Regions from separate parts of the Mus musculus genome. Here region 2 is linked to region 1. A link is a contact called in public promoter capture Hi-C data. All regions are on one chromosome and are shown on one strand. Each heading gives the region's core, a stretch centred on a gene start, on an enhancer-like site or on the middle of the called end of the contact. The rest is flanking DNA. Distances are from core to core; before and after follow the strand shown. Region 1 holds the start of Tars2 (threonyl-tRNA synthetase 2, mitochondrial (putative)). Region 2 holds the start of C920021L13Rik (RIKEN cDNA C920021L13 gene).

Evidence for each region. Promoter capture Hi-C pulls out the DNA fragments that hold promoters and counts their contacts.
Region 2: a contact with region 1 is called in a promoter capture Hi-C map of hematopoietic stem and progenitor cells, with 2.8 times the contacts expected there. The contact joins the promoter of C920021L13Rik here to the promoter of Tars2 in region 1. A contact is called at or near these places in 10 of 39 promoter capture datasets (the 3T3-L1 cell line, 3T3-L1-derived adipocytes, cranial neural crest and 7 more), 2 of 115 datasets of contacts at active chromatin or transcription factors (the SCID.adh cell line and double positive thymocytes) and 3 of 9 other capture datasets (adipose tissue, liver and pancreatic islet).

The regions. Positions count from the first base shown.
Region 1 is chr3:95,750,865-95,757,370 of GRCm38.p6, forward strand. Tars2 (threonyl-tRNA synthetase 2, mitochondrial (putative)) reads right to left here and starts at 4,113. Exons shown (of 18, transcript NM_027931.3): 1 at 3,894-4,113; 2 at 3,455-3,651; 3 at 2,143-2,266; 4 at 642-766; 5 at 3-120. The coding sequence starts at 3,974.
Region 2 is chr3:95,867,823-95,874,569 of GRCm38.p6, forward strand. C920021L13Rik (RIKEN cDNA C920021L13 gene) reads left to right here and starts at 3,700. Exons shown (of 4, transcript NR_040446.1): 1 at 3,700-3,863. Mrps21 (mitochondrial ribosomal protein S21) reads right to left here and starts at 3,692. Exons shown (of 3, transcript NM_001355759.1): 1 at 3,631-3,692; 2 at 2,672-2,793. The coding sequence starts at 2,754.

The DNA of each region.
Region 1 (6,506 bases), core at 2,863-5,362:
ACCTTGAAGAGCTGGCGAAGCTGATCCCGTGAAGCCTCCAGCCTCCGGAAAGGCTGTGCAGCAGCTATGAGCTCCTGGCAAATCCGCTCTAAAATGGGCAACTCTGCGCTGCGGACTGTCCTGGAAAAGGGAGCTTGCTAGCTTGCTTCTTCAGAGACAACTCCTGAGTGATGACATGCTAGCTAGGGAGTAAAGTCCTGACCTTTGACAAATCTGTAATTACTGGCAAAGACAAACTTAGAGAAAATATAATAGGAAAGCAAGTATAGATTTTCTCTGTGTGTATGGTGCTGGACATTGAACCCAGGGCCTTGCTCATCCTTGGCAAGTACTCTATAGGATCGTGAGTTCAACAACAGCCTGGGCTACAAAATGAGAAAGAGAGAGAGGGAGGGAGGAAGGGAAGGGGGAGTGTCTGTTGAGAGAGAAATGCTGGACGGACAAGAGCAATGAGGGTGAGGTAACATTTGAATTCGGGAAGAGCAGAAAAGATGAGTTTCAGCGGTCAGGAGAGAGACACACTGGATGGAGAAGGGATGGAAGTTCCTGTTTGGTGCCTAGAAGATCTCTTAGCTTCTCCTCTAAACCAAGACCCCAGAAACCACCCCAGAACCAGACTCCTTTTTTTTTGGACTGCTCACCGTTCTTTTCCCAGGAAGAAGTCATGGTAAAAGCCCGATTCTGTGCTTGGACCTCGGCAGAGAACAGCACCCAGTTGTTGCTCAGCCGCAGCCCCCAGAACATGGGCACTAGAGTGCCAGAACACCTGCATTCACAAGAGCTAGGTCTGAGCGCTTCAAGCTCCTGTGAAGTCCCAGCTCTAATGCTTTCCTCAGAGAGGCTGCTGGCAAAGCTGGGATGCTTGCATTACGACTGCCTGCTACAGAACCCACACCCTACATGTCTCAAAATGACTTGTAGAAATAGTAAAGAGTTGTTTTAAATGGGGGCTGGAGAGATGGACCAATGGTTAAGAACACTTGTTCTTGCAAAGGACCCAGTTTTGGTTCTGAGTACCTGAATCAGGTAGCTTACAACCACCTATAACTCTGATTTCCTGGGATCTGACACCCTCCTGCAGACTCTATAGACACCAGGCACGCATGTAATCACATAATACATGCATGCACACGCGCGCGCACACACACACACGTGTATATATATAGGTATTGTGCCTTCCTGCGCAGGTATGTGCACCACATGCATGCCTGCTGTCATGGGTTTCCTGGAATTGGAGTTTCAGACAGTTAGAAGCCGTCATGTGGGTGCTGGGAATTGAATCCTGGTTATTTAGAGGAACAGCTAGTGCTCTTAACTGCTGAGTCATCTCTCCAGCCCCAAATAAAAAACATTTAAAGAAAGCAGAGGGTCAGTATTGTTTCTTCTGCTACTGAGTGGAAGTGTGGGTCCACCCTACACATCCTCAGTGTTTCCTGGACCAGGAGGCCAGGTCGGTGGCCTTTGTTGCTCCTGTAAGCTTCAGGGCTTCGGTATATACTACGTATAAAACATGTGCTGGCTGGAGGGAAAGCTCTTGCTGGAGCCTGAACCTGGGCTACATAGCCAGACACTGTCCTAAAAATACAAAACAGAACAACAAAACCAACCCACAGTTCTTTAATACTGCTGTGTGTGTTGTTGCTACACACCGGGGCCCCACCCAGTAGCTGTCCTAGCAGTCTGTTTTGCTTAGTGCCATTATTTTCTGTTCCTGGGATCTGCTGGGATGGAACTATTCTTGGGTTGGTTCACTAGTCACATTTAGATGATAAATATATTTTTCTGAACTCTAATAACAAACAAAGTGGAAGGCCCTGGCTTTTGTGCTCCGTTATGGAACCCATGAGAACTAGGCAGACATCACGGATGACTTACACTGTGTGCACAAGAGGTTGAATAGGTTATCCTATTTCTCAGCCTTTTCTCCCCCTTTCACAAGCACACAAGGTATTTGCTTTATAGACCAATGCTAAATAAAAGCCTTCATGAAGACTTTCCAGGTTCCACAGGAATAATTAGTCTGTGATCAGTCTCCTCCCCACTTTTGAATTGAGAAAGTGAAGCAAAAGAACAATTACATTTTCCTGTTTAAAGATCACTCAGATAATTAGGCACTGTGCTCACCATATGGGAGAAACTTACCGCTTTGCCCTCTGGGGAATCAAATGTCAGAAATCTGAGGTGACAATCTGTCTCCAAGGGTCGGTCCAGATCGTAAAGTTCTCCATTTACTTCAGCAGCCACTGCAGTATCAGCCAGTGTTACACTGTAGCAGTAGGAGGGTAGTGGGAATGAAGACAGAGTTGTTACAATCCCCAGGGCAGGAGGCTGACTTTTCTCAGCAACTCTAATTTGCTGAGTGAAGTTTCCAGAGCAGTAAAGATCTGCTGTTTCTTTTCCCAATGTATCCACTACATTGGGAAGGGCAGAAATTCTGAAACTATAAAGACAAATCCTTATAAAAAAAAAGTCCTCATCCTACCCTCTATTTTAAAGACAGGTCTTGCTGTTTGGCCCAGGCTGGCCCTGAATTCTGAATCTTTGACCTCCACTTTCTGAATGCTAAGATTACAGGCCTGTAGCACTATGCTTGGCAAGAAGGACTATCTGAGCGTAGGGGTTCACACCTGCAATCTTAGCACATGGGAGACAGGGTTTCTCTGTGTATCCCTGGCTGTCCTGGAACTCACTTTGTAGACCAGGCTGGCCTCGAACTCAGAAATCCCCCTGCCTCTGCCTCTGCCTCTGCCTCCCAAGTGCTGGGACTAAAGTCGTGTGCCACCACGCCCAGCCTTTTTTTTTTTTTTTTTCTTTTAACAAGATGCTTTTCTGGGGGAGTAGGTGTGCATTCTTCCTCGGGAGTCAACAATCATGCCTTTAGAAGAGGGTCTTTCTTTGGCAAAGAGCATCGCCAGCAGGCTAGGTTGGCTGACCAGATTACACGCACATGTCACCACACCCTTTTTATTTTTAACCTGAAACTATTATTTCATTTATTTATGGGTGGGGCACACATGCTACAGTGTGTGTGTGTGTGTGGGGGGGGGGTCAGAGGACAATTTTTAGGAGTCAGTTTCCTTCCACAAATTCATATTTCAGGTCCTTATGCTTGTGTGGTAATCAATTAAATGACTGACTGACCCCCCCCCCCAACCCTAACCCCCTCCCTGCCCAAAGACTACACCTTTCTGATGGGAAACAAAGAAAAAGAAAAAATGTAGCGGGACAATGGTGGCGCATGCCTTTAATCCCAGCACTTGGGAGACAGAGGCAGGCGGATTTCTGAGTTTGAGGTCAGCCTGGTCTACAGAGTGAGTTCCAGGACAGCCAGGGCTACACAGAGAAACCCTGTCTCGAAAAACCAAAGAGAAACAAAAAGATGCTTTCATTTTCTGACCGGGTGCAGAAAAGGACAGAAAAATAATTCTTGTAGGTAGAAAGGCTGGCTTGATACCTGATCTGATGGGCCAGTTGGTAAGGGGTTGTGTTCCATGCAACAGCATCTACCTTCTGGCCTTCAGGAAGTGATATCTTAATAGCCCGGGCTTTCTTCTGTGTCATACTTGCTAACTTTTTCACGTGAGCGGTCCATAGCTCCTCAAAAAGGCCAAATCGTTCTGCCAACCAATGTGGAGGAGTTGGTGCAGAGGCCTGGAGGAAAAGGCACGTTAGGAGGTATCGCGGGCTTATTTCCACTACTCCGGAATGGGGTCGTAGGGGTTATGGGTGTTTAAGAAGCATTGGTTTTAAGGTGGAAACTGGGTGACACTAGGTCTTAATTTGGGGATTCAAAGGAACCGCACATTTCCGAGTGGGGCAGCAGGGTCCAGGAGGGGCTGGACAGCCTGCCCCCTTGGACTCCGCTGGGCTAAATGGTTGGGAGCTTGGCGTACCTCACGCACGGTGTGGAGCTCGCAGCGGCGGAACTCTGGGAGTGGGAACCCAAGCCGGCGCCACCTCAGACAGAGACCCATGCTGTCTCAAATCGGTACCTCCATGCTCCGATCACCGCTTCTTCCTCACCAGGCTCCTCATTGGCTTCTAAGTCAGTAATATCCTTTCCTATTGGATAACATAGCCGCCATTCCGGCCGGGCACCACCCCCAGGAACTCCGCTGAGGTAGAACCCACACAGCAGCAGCCGCTCTGGGAAAGGTTCCGGTTGACCGGAAAGTGGAAGCTGTTGCACACACCTGCAGTCTGGGTTCCCAAAGTGACAAGAAGGCATCCAACTTTGAGGACAGGGCATACCTCCTGGGGCAAGAATGAGAGAAAAACAGGAAGTGGAAGTTAGTCATTTTCCTTTAATTATAAAATTTATTAAACATTCTTAAAGCTGACAAGAAACAAGTACAGACACTGGAACTAAACATTTAGTGTAAATCCTGGATCTGGCATTAAGTAGTTTTTTTTTTTTTAAGTAAACTTTCTGTAATCTCGATTTTTTAATCTATAAAACAAGAATAAAAATATATGTTCCATTCTGAAGGTACATTTTGTGTAAATTGCTCATCTCGGTGCTTGGTATATGATAATTAGCACCAGCAGCAAGACACTGGTTTTGTTGTTGTTTTTGTTCTCTTTTTCCCCTAGGCTGTCCTGGAACTCACTCTGTAGACCAGGCTGGCCTAGCACTCAGAAATCCACCAGCCTCTGCCTCCCGAGTGCTGGGATAAAAGGCGTGCACGCCCACTGCCCGGCTTGCAAGACACTGTTATTACCACTGAATGTAACAACTCTAAGACTATCTTGGTGGTCATTCCTTTGCAGTCGTGGTGGAGGGACTTTAGAGACCTCTTAATGTCACAGATGTGGAATTTAATCAATCAATCATTATTGCGTGTGTGTGAAGAATCTTTGAAGGCGTGGGCGGCACAGTTTTGTAGGTCACATGCTACCTTTCTGTGGCCACTTCTGTCCTTTCACTTTACATGGGTCTTAGGGGTCAAAGTCACGTTGCCAGGCTTGGGCAGTAAGTACCTGTTATCTGCTGAGCCATCTTACAGGTCTCAGATGTGGAATTCAAAGATTACAGAAGGTAGTTTAAGGTAAAAAACATGCGTGCCGATGAATCTGCAGTGTGCACTCTTCCAGCATACCTTGTTCTTTCCATAGTTTATTTCCAATAGACTCCCTGACCATCTTAGAGACATCCAACATCTTGTTCTCTGTTCCTTACATAAGCCTTTGGTCTCTCATCAGCACCCCACCTTCATCTTTCTTTATTCTTTCTTTGATCTCTCTCCATTAAATCTCAGATGCAGGGCTAGACATATTAGCTTTACACAGTAAAAACAGAAACACGGTCAGATGTGTGGAGAAGCATAAAGGGAAATGAACTTATTAGCACCCTTATTAACTCAAGTAGTCCCTCACCTGGGGGTGGGGACACTTAGTCCATTCCCAGATTGCAGTGGTGATGGGATCATGGGGTCTTGTGGAAGAGTTGTCAGAACAAGCTGCTTAACCTAGGCTTCCAAAGCCCAATGTTCGTTCTGCCTGAGGAGGGCAGCTGACTTGAGTCATAGGCCACTCTGGGGCTCCATCTTCTGATATGTTAGACATCCTGAAATACAAAGAAAGAGACAAGGCTGTGGGGAGGAAGATAGTGTGTGTGTGTTCTTGTGGTCAGAGTGCAACATTCACAAAAAATGGCAATGGCAGACCTAGATTTTTTTGTGGCACTATAACAGAGGCAGGGTAGCGTCATACTGCAGACAACAATCTAGGAGGTGCTCAATAAATATATGTTAAATATGTACTGATCATGTAGTGACTGTAAATTTCAAAAGGTAGAGATTTTTGTCACTACTTTTTAAATTATTCTACAGTGTCCTTTTGTTAGGATCACAGGGAGATACCACCCGGGAATGACAGCTTCTTACACGCATCCTTTAACATTTACTATGTGCAATGCACTGGGCTAATGCTGACCAGCTACCAACATCACGCAACCTGCAGTGGAAGGAATGTTGTGTTATTCCCTCACCCACTGTAGCAAGCCAGGTATCTAAGGCCAATACATACTTGTTCTCCTTGAACATGCCTTGGCTTCAGGAGATATTAAGCTTTTAGTCTACCTGGAAAACACCTCTGCAACTTTCTTGCTCACCCCACTCTTGCCTGCCAGGATCCCGAGATGTGGCACTATTTCACAATTCCATCTTATTCCAAGAACAACTCTGTCAGTAGTGTTCTTATGTTCCCTTTAAACCCTGGAAAATTATCTCAAGGCCAAGTCCTAGTCTGTCCAAGCCACAGCCTGGGTTGCTCAGAGTCACATCACTTCTCTAAGGCCAGACTCATAATGGGTCATGCTTGCTAACATGCATTTCTTTCCTTTTCCTTCCTGAAGCACATGGCCCAGACACTTGTGCCCACAGGACTTTTAGAGTGAAGTACTTTCAAGAAAAAAATCAAGAAATGTGGTGTTTCCTAACTTGTTCCTACAGACTAGCTACAGACACTGAGTAAATGAGGTCCACAGGAGGAGAAGGAAGTCTGCA
Region 2 (6,747 bases), core at 2,450-4,949, 120 kb after region 1:
CTTCCTAACTGCTGGAACTGTGAGGGTGCGTCGCCACACGCAGTTTATAGAGTACTAGAGAAGAAACCCAAAGTCTCACGCAAGCTAGCTAAGCACTGTACCATCTGAGCTATAAACCCAATCCAACTGGATAGTGCAGAGCCAGGGGAATCCAGACCCTCCTCAGGGATACCTGAATACACAAGGCACACACGAACATTCACATAAATAAAGATAAAATATTTTGTTTGTTGTGGTTTTTGAGACATAGCCCCGATTGACCTAGATCTCACTATCTAGACCAAGCTGACCGTGAGTTCACAGAGATAAAGTGCTAGGATTAAAGAAAAATAAAATATATCTTTAAAAACAAAACCAAGTAGTGTTGGTAGTATAGTGGTGAGCACAGCTGCTTGACCTAGGTTCGATTCCCAGCCAAAACAACATGCCCACATTTTGCCAAGGTCCTGGACTGAGGAGGCCCTGAAAGGAGCCCTGTCTGGCACTTCTGGGCTTGTCCCGAGATTATGCTAGGGAGCAAAGGAGGTGATAGGCATGAGATGGCTCAGAGGTTAAAAGCACTGACTGCTCTTCCAGAGGTCCTGAGTTCAAATCCCAGCAACCACATGGTGGTTCACACCATCTGAAAGGGCATCTGATGTCCTCTTCTGGTATGCAAGTATAAATGCAGGAGAGTGCTCATATACTAAATAAGCAAGTAAGTAAATAAATAAATCTAGTAATAATTAGATAAGAATGTGACCTGGCTTCAAAGAATAGTTTGAGCCTCTCGTTCAGAGGGGATGAGAAATATTTTATTTCTTATGCTTTGCTTTATAGTCTTGAAAGTAGCTAAGAGGTATACATCTCATTATGTATGGAAAAGTGGGCAAGGAAGTAGGTGCTGTTGAAAATGAGCGTTAAGTGAACCAGAGGAGGACTTAGTTGGCGGAGCACCACCGTCACATAAGAGAACTTTCTCCACTACCTGCAGCAAAACAATCTTCATGCTAAAATAAAGCTTATTATGTCTTTCGGCCTGATGGCCAAGGAAATAAGAGAAAAAGTGACAAGCTAAAAAGAGGAGCCCAGCGGCACACATGCCAGCACTCAGGAAGCACAGTGGGCAAAGCTCTATAAGCTCCAGGCCAACCCGGCTGCACAGCAGCTCCAGACCAGCCAGAGCTGCACAGTGAGACCCCTCTCAACAAACAAACAAACACACCACAGCCAAACCAAACAAAGCAAGAGCTGGAAAGACCTCACTGGCTACAAGGGCACCTCTCTCTCTTCCAGCACCCAGGTCAGTGGCTCACAACTTCCAGAACTCCAGCTCCAAGCAGGCCAATGCTTCTAGCCTCTGGCAACCTGCACTCAAGTGCACATGCCCACATACACACACATCATTAGAGATGAAATAAAAAGGCATGCCAGGCTACGGAAGCCTAAAAGAACTAGAGTGGTACAGTATCATCTGGACGGACTAGTCTCCACCCACAATGTAGTGTCCAGACAGTTCTCCACGGAGCCTCTCCTCTCCAGCCGTGTCACTGTGTTTAAGTGGAGGTGTAGGTTTGTTTCTGTCACATGTGTGACCTGCAGAGGGCAGGCAGGAGAGTGTACTGGATCCCTAACATCAGTTGTTGGTACTGGGAACCAAACTTGGGTCCTCTGCAAGAACTGCAAGCATTCCTGATCACTGAGCCATCTCTCCAGCCCCTAGCTCTATGTGTCTGCTTATGCTATAACTCTTTGGAACCTGAAATGCCTTCTCATCCATGACTTATTTCTTCAAGAGCACAATTAGAATCCATCTTTGCTAGCCAGGCACGTAAACAATATCAAACACACGATCAACCTCAGCATCTGGGAGACGGAGGCAGGAGGATCAGGAATCAAGGTAATCCTTGGCTACACTGCCCATTCTAGGCCAGCCTGAGCTACATGAGATGAACAAAAATCACAGAGGAATTAATCCTCTCTAGTAGCCTTATTCCACAGATACTGGCTCAGCTGAAATGCACCATGCCTCTGCTTCTTGTTTCTCATTCCCCTCCCAGACTTTTTTTTTTTTTTTTTTTTTTTTTTGACATGAGGAGGGGTCATCTGAGACTGAGTCTAGTCACCATCATCTAAATTATTCTCAAATTCTTCCTGTCTCTACCTCCCAGGTGCTGGGATTACAGTGTGCCCAGCAGTTTTTCGGGGTCTTTGGATAGAACTCAGATTTATCATCAAGGGATGATAGCTGCTTGTTGGATAAGCTCCATCGAGCTGAATTTGGAGAACTTCATTTTTAGGATAATAAACTGAAGGGATAAGAAGTGTCCAGAGGGGCTGGAGAGATGACTCAGTAGTTAAGAGCACTGGCTGCTCTTCCAGAGGCCTTGAGTTCAATTCCCAGCTACCACATGGTGACTCACAACCATCTGTACTGAGATCTGGTGCCCTCTTCTGATATGCAGGCATACATGCAGGTAGAACACTGTATGCACAATAAATAAATTTAAAAGAAGAAGAGGAGGAAGAAGAAAGAGGAGGAGGAGGAGGAAAAAAGGAGGAGGTGGAGGTGGTGGTATTCAGAGCCTACACAGAGCTGGCACCAGTGGTAGGCTTTATGAGGTGGTAGGCTGGGTGCAGGATCACCTCACATTTCCCACGGCTGGTCCAGGCAAGACTCGACTCATTTTACCTGTTCAGGGTCCGGTAGGCACCTTCCACGTTCCCCTCCTGAACCATCACTGTCCTGGCAATGAACTTCAGATGTTTAGCCATGGCCTCGTATTTAAATCTTCATTCTTCCGGGACTACAGACTGGACATCGAGCATGGAAACCAGAGACTCAATGTAAGAGAACAAAGCCCAACAGAGTCACAACTTACCATAGGTAGTTTTTATTTAATTTAGCAACAGAACCAGCTTGAGATCCACAGAACTGGGCTGGAGGAATTCTCCATATCTTAGTAAGTACAAGTAAGTCTGGAGAGATGGCTCAGTAGTTAAGAGGATCCAAGTTCGATTCCCAGTACCCACAGGGTGGCTCACAACACATACAGTCCCAGGGAATCCAACACCCTCTTCTGACCTCTGTGATGCACAGACATACATGCAAGTAAAACACTCACACACATAAAATATAAATAACTTTTTTTTTTAATGAAAAAGTACAAGCAAATTGTTAGCAACATTTCTTTCACTACGCAGTGATATGGCTTAGCAGGTAAAGGCGCTTGCCACCAAGCCTGATGACCCGAGTTAGAGCCCTGGATCCTTACGGTGGAAAGAGAGGACAGACTCCTGCAAGCTGTCCTGACTTTCGCCCCTCCCAACCCCCCGGTCACACCAAGAAATAATTAAAAGATAATTGCCGGGCAGTGGTGGCCCACGCCTTTTATCCCAGCACTTGAGAGGCAGAGGCAGGCGGAACTCTTGAGTTCGAGGCCAGCCTCGTCTACAGAGCCAGTTTCAGGGCAGCCAGGGCTACATAAAAACACTCTCGAAAAAGCAAAGCAAAGCAAACCAAAAAATAGGTTTCCGCTGAGAGTTAGAAAGAACTCTTCGTCCGCCTCTAGGCACCACGCGAAATCTTGCCCTCCCGCCATACTCGCTTTGCAGCTCAGTGAACCCCCCCACACCCCTCGAGCTCCCTACCTGGGGCCTCTGAATTCGGACTCCGGGTCTCTGCGGACCGGAAGCGGAAGCTACGGAGTCCCGCGACGGGAGGAAGCTACGCTGCAGGGCTCAGCCGACTGCAGCTCCGCTTACCGTCTGACCTTGCGAAGGTTCGGTGCTGAGCGCAGGCGCTGGACTTTCCGCCTGACAGTCAAAGGAACAGCGTCCTCACCTTCCTATGGAGGAGTCGCGGTCGTCGGGTCTGCGAGAAGGTCAGCCCGATCCGTAGCTCTAATCCTGTTAAACTTTTACTAGATTTGAGCGATTTCGTTTTCTGGATGGGAAATGGGAAGCGTCCTGAGAATATTTTCTATTTAAAAAGGACAGATCTGCTCACCGGGTGAAAAAAATGGCTCCACACCCCCTAATCTGCCTAAAAGTTAAGAAAAGAAATTACATACTGTGAGTTTCCCATTGCATCAGCTACCTAAGCCATTTCATTAAATAAAGTAGAATCAAAAAGAAACAAATGGGAAACGCCTGCAGAATTTTAAATCAAAATATTGTTGTTTTAATGCCAACTTTGCCATTTGTTGCCTTGTAAGATCTAGTAGAATTTTTTTTTCTTCCATACGTCTGGACAACCCTATGTGTATGTTATCCCCACATCTCCATATATGGTTATTTACATGGGTTTAGAAGTATCCATATACAGAAAAACCTACCCACAACACACACAGATGCACCCTCATCTGTTACTTCTTTAAGGGATTTGCTTTTATTTTGTGTGTGTGTACGTGTGCCTGCGTGTATGTATGTGCACCGTGTGCGTGCGTGCGTGCAGGAGCTCAAGAAGGATTGGAGAGGTGTTGGGGCCCTGGAACTGGAGTTAATAGGAGGCTCTGAGCTGCCATGTGGGTACTGGGAACAGAACCTGGGTTCTCTGCAAGAGCAATTAATTTTCTTAACCACCGGGCCATCTGGCCAGGTCATTATCAGTTAATAGGTATTCACACAAAATTTAAGCCTGCCTCGTAGTAAGCCAAATCCAAAGTCCCAAACTGAAGCTAGACACCTTTGTGCTTGTCAGCAAACCTAATTGAATGACTGTCCTCTGCTAAGCACTGCTGATACTATTCCAGTGTCTCTTGTACAACTGACAGTATGTAGACACAATTTTAGGCCCAGTCGCATATAATAAGTGCAAAATTAATTCTATGGACAGTACGTAATCCGTTAGAAAGGAGTTCTAGCTTCAGATTCTAAGCATCAGCAGACGTATGACTTTGAACAAGTTACTCAGACTAGGGGTCTGCACTTTTTGTCTAAATAAAAATATTGGAATACTACCATGTTTATTTGTTGATATTATACGGCTCTCTTGGGCTATAGTGGTAGACTTGGGTAGAAGAAATGGAGATCTGTGACCTACAAATACTTATAATCTAGATCTTGCTAAACATGAACTTTCAATCTGGCTTCTTATTTGTAAAATGATGCTAACATCTACTCTGTTGGTCTCACAAAATTGGTCATAAGAATCGAATGGGCTCACAGTCAGCTATTGGATGGATCACAGAGCCCCCAATGGAGGAGCTAGAGAAAGTACCCAAGGAGCTAAAGGGATCTGCAACCCTATAGGTGGAACAACAATATGAACTAACCAGTACCCCCAGAACTCGTGTCTCTACCTGCATATGTAGCAGAAGATGGCCTAGTCGGCCATCATTGGGAAGAGAGGCCCCTTGATATTGCAAACTTTATAAGCCCCAGTACAGGGGAACAGCAGGGCCAAGAAGTGGGAGTGGGTGGGTAGGGGAGTGGAGAGGGGAGGGTATGGGGAACTTTTGGGATAGCATTTGAAGTGTAAATGAAGAAAATACCTAATTAAAATATATATTTAAAAAAAGAATCGAATGGGATATAATGTAAGATAATTCATTAATTTTTGTTTTAATTTTAAGGTTTATTTTATTATTATATGTGTATGAGTATTTTGCTTACATGTATGTGTGTGCCTACATGTATGTGTATGTGTGTTATGTCTGTGCCTGGAGGTCAGAACAGAACACTGAATCCCTTGGGCCTGGAATTACAGATGGTTGAGAGCTACCATGTACATGCTGGGAATTGAACTTGGGTCTTCTGCTAGAGTAACAGGTGCTCTTAACTGCTGAGCCAACTCTTCTCCTCTTGTTATCATTTTCTTTTTTACTAGACTGAAAAAAAAGTTTTTATAAATGTATATGGGGGGTGTTGTCTACATGCATGTCTGATGTCCAGAAAAGCCTGAAGAGAGCATCAGATCCACTGGATCTGGATTTACAGATGTTGTAAGCCATCATATAGGTGCTGGGAATCTAACCTGGGTCCTCAGTAAGAGCTGTCAGTACTATCAACCTCTGAGCCTTCTGCCCAACTGCAATGCCCCTAAGTTTTAAGCCTAGATATCTAGAAAAATGTTGGCATCATATATTTCATCAACAGAAGAGGAGTCATTGTGTGTGTGTGTGTGTGTGTTTGTATGCATGTGTGTGCACTCGTGCAGGTGTATGCATGTGTACATGTGTACAAGAGCTCCCATAAAAGCTCATGTGTGGGGGCTGGTGAGATGGCTCAGTGGGTAAGAGCACCCGACTGCTCTTCCGAAGGTCCAGAGTTCAAATCCCAGCAACCACATGGTGGCTCATAACCACCCGTAACGAGATCTGATGCCCTCTTCTAGAGTGTCTGAAGACAGCTACAGTGTACTTACATATAATAAATAAATAAATCTTTAAAAAAAAGAATAATAATGATACATTTTTTTAAAAAAAGCTCATGTGTATGTGTCATAGCACATGTATGGAGGTCAGAGGACAACTTGCCAGAATTGTTCCCCTCCTGGCACTGGGTGGGTCCCATGTCTGAGTCTGAACTCAGATCATCAGGCTTAGTGGTGGGAGACGCCATTACCCACTGAGCTATCTCACCAGGTCTTTTACTTTATAGATGTGTGTGTGTGCGCGCATGTGTGTGTGTGCGCGCACATGTGTGTGTGTGTGTTCGTTCTTGTGTGCCCATGTGTGCATGTATGTGCAGACATATGTACACGTGCATGTTCCTGGGCATGCCCAGAAGAGGGCATCAGATCTCTCAGAGCTGTATAGCTGTGGG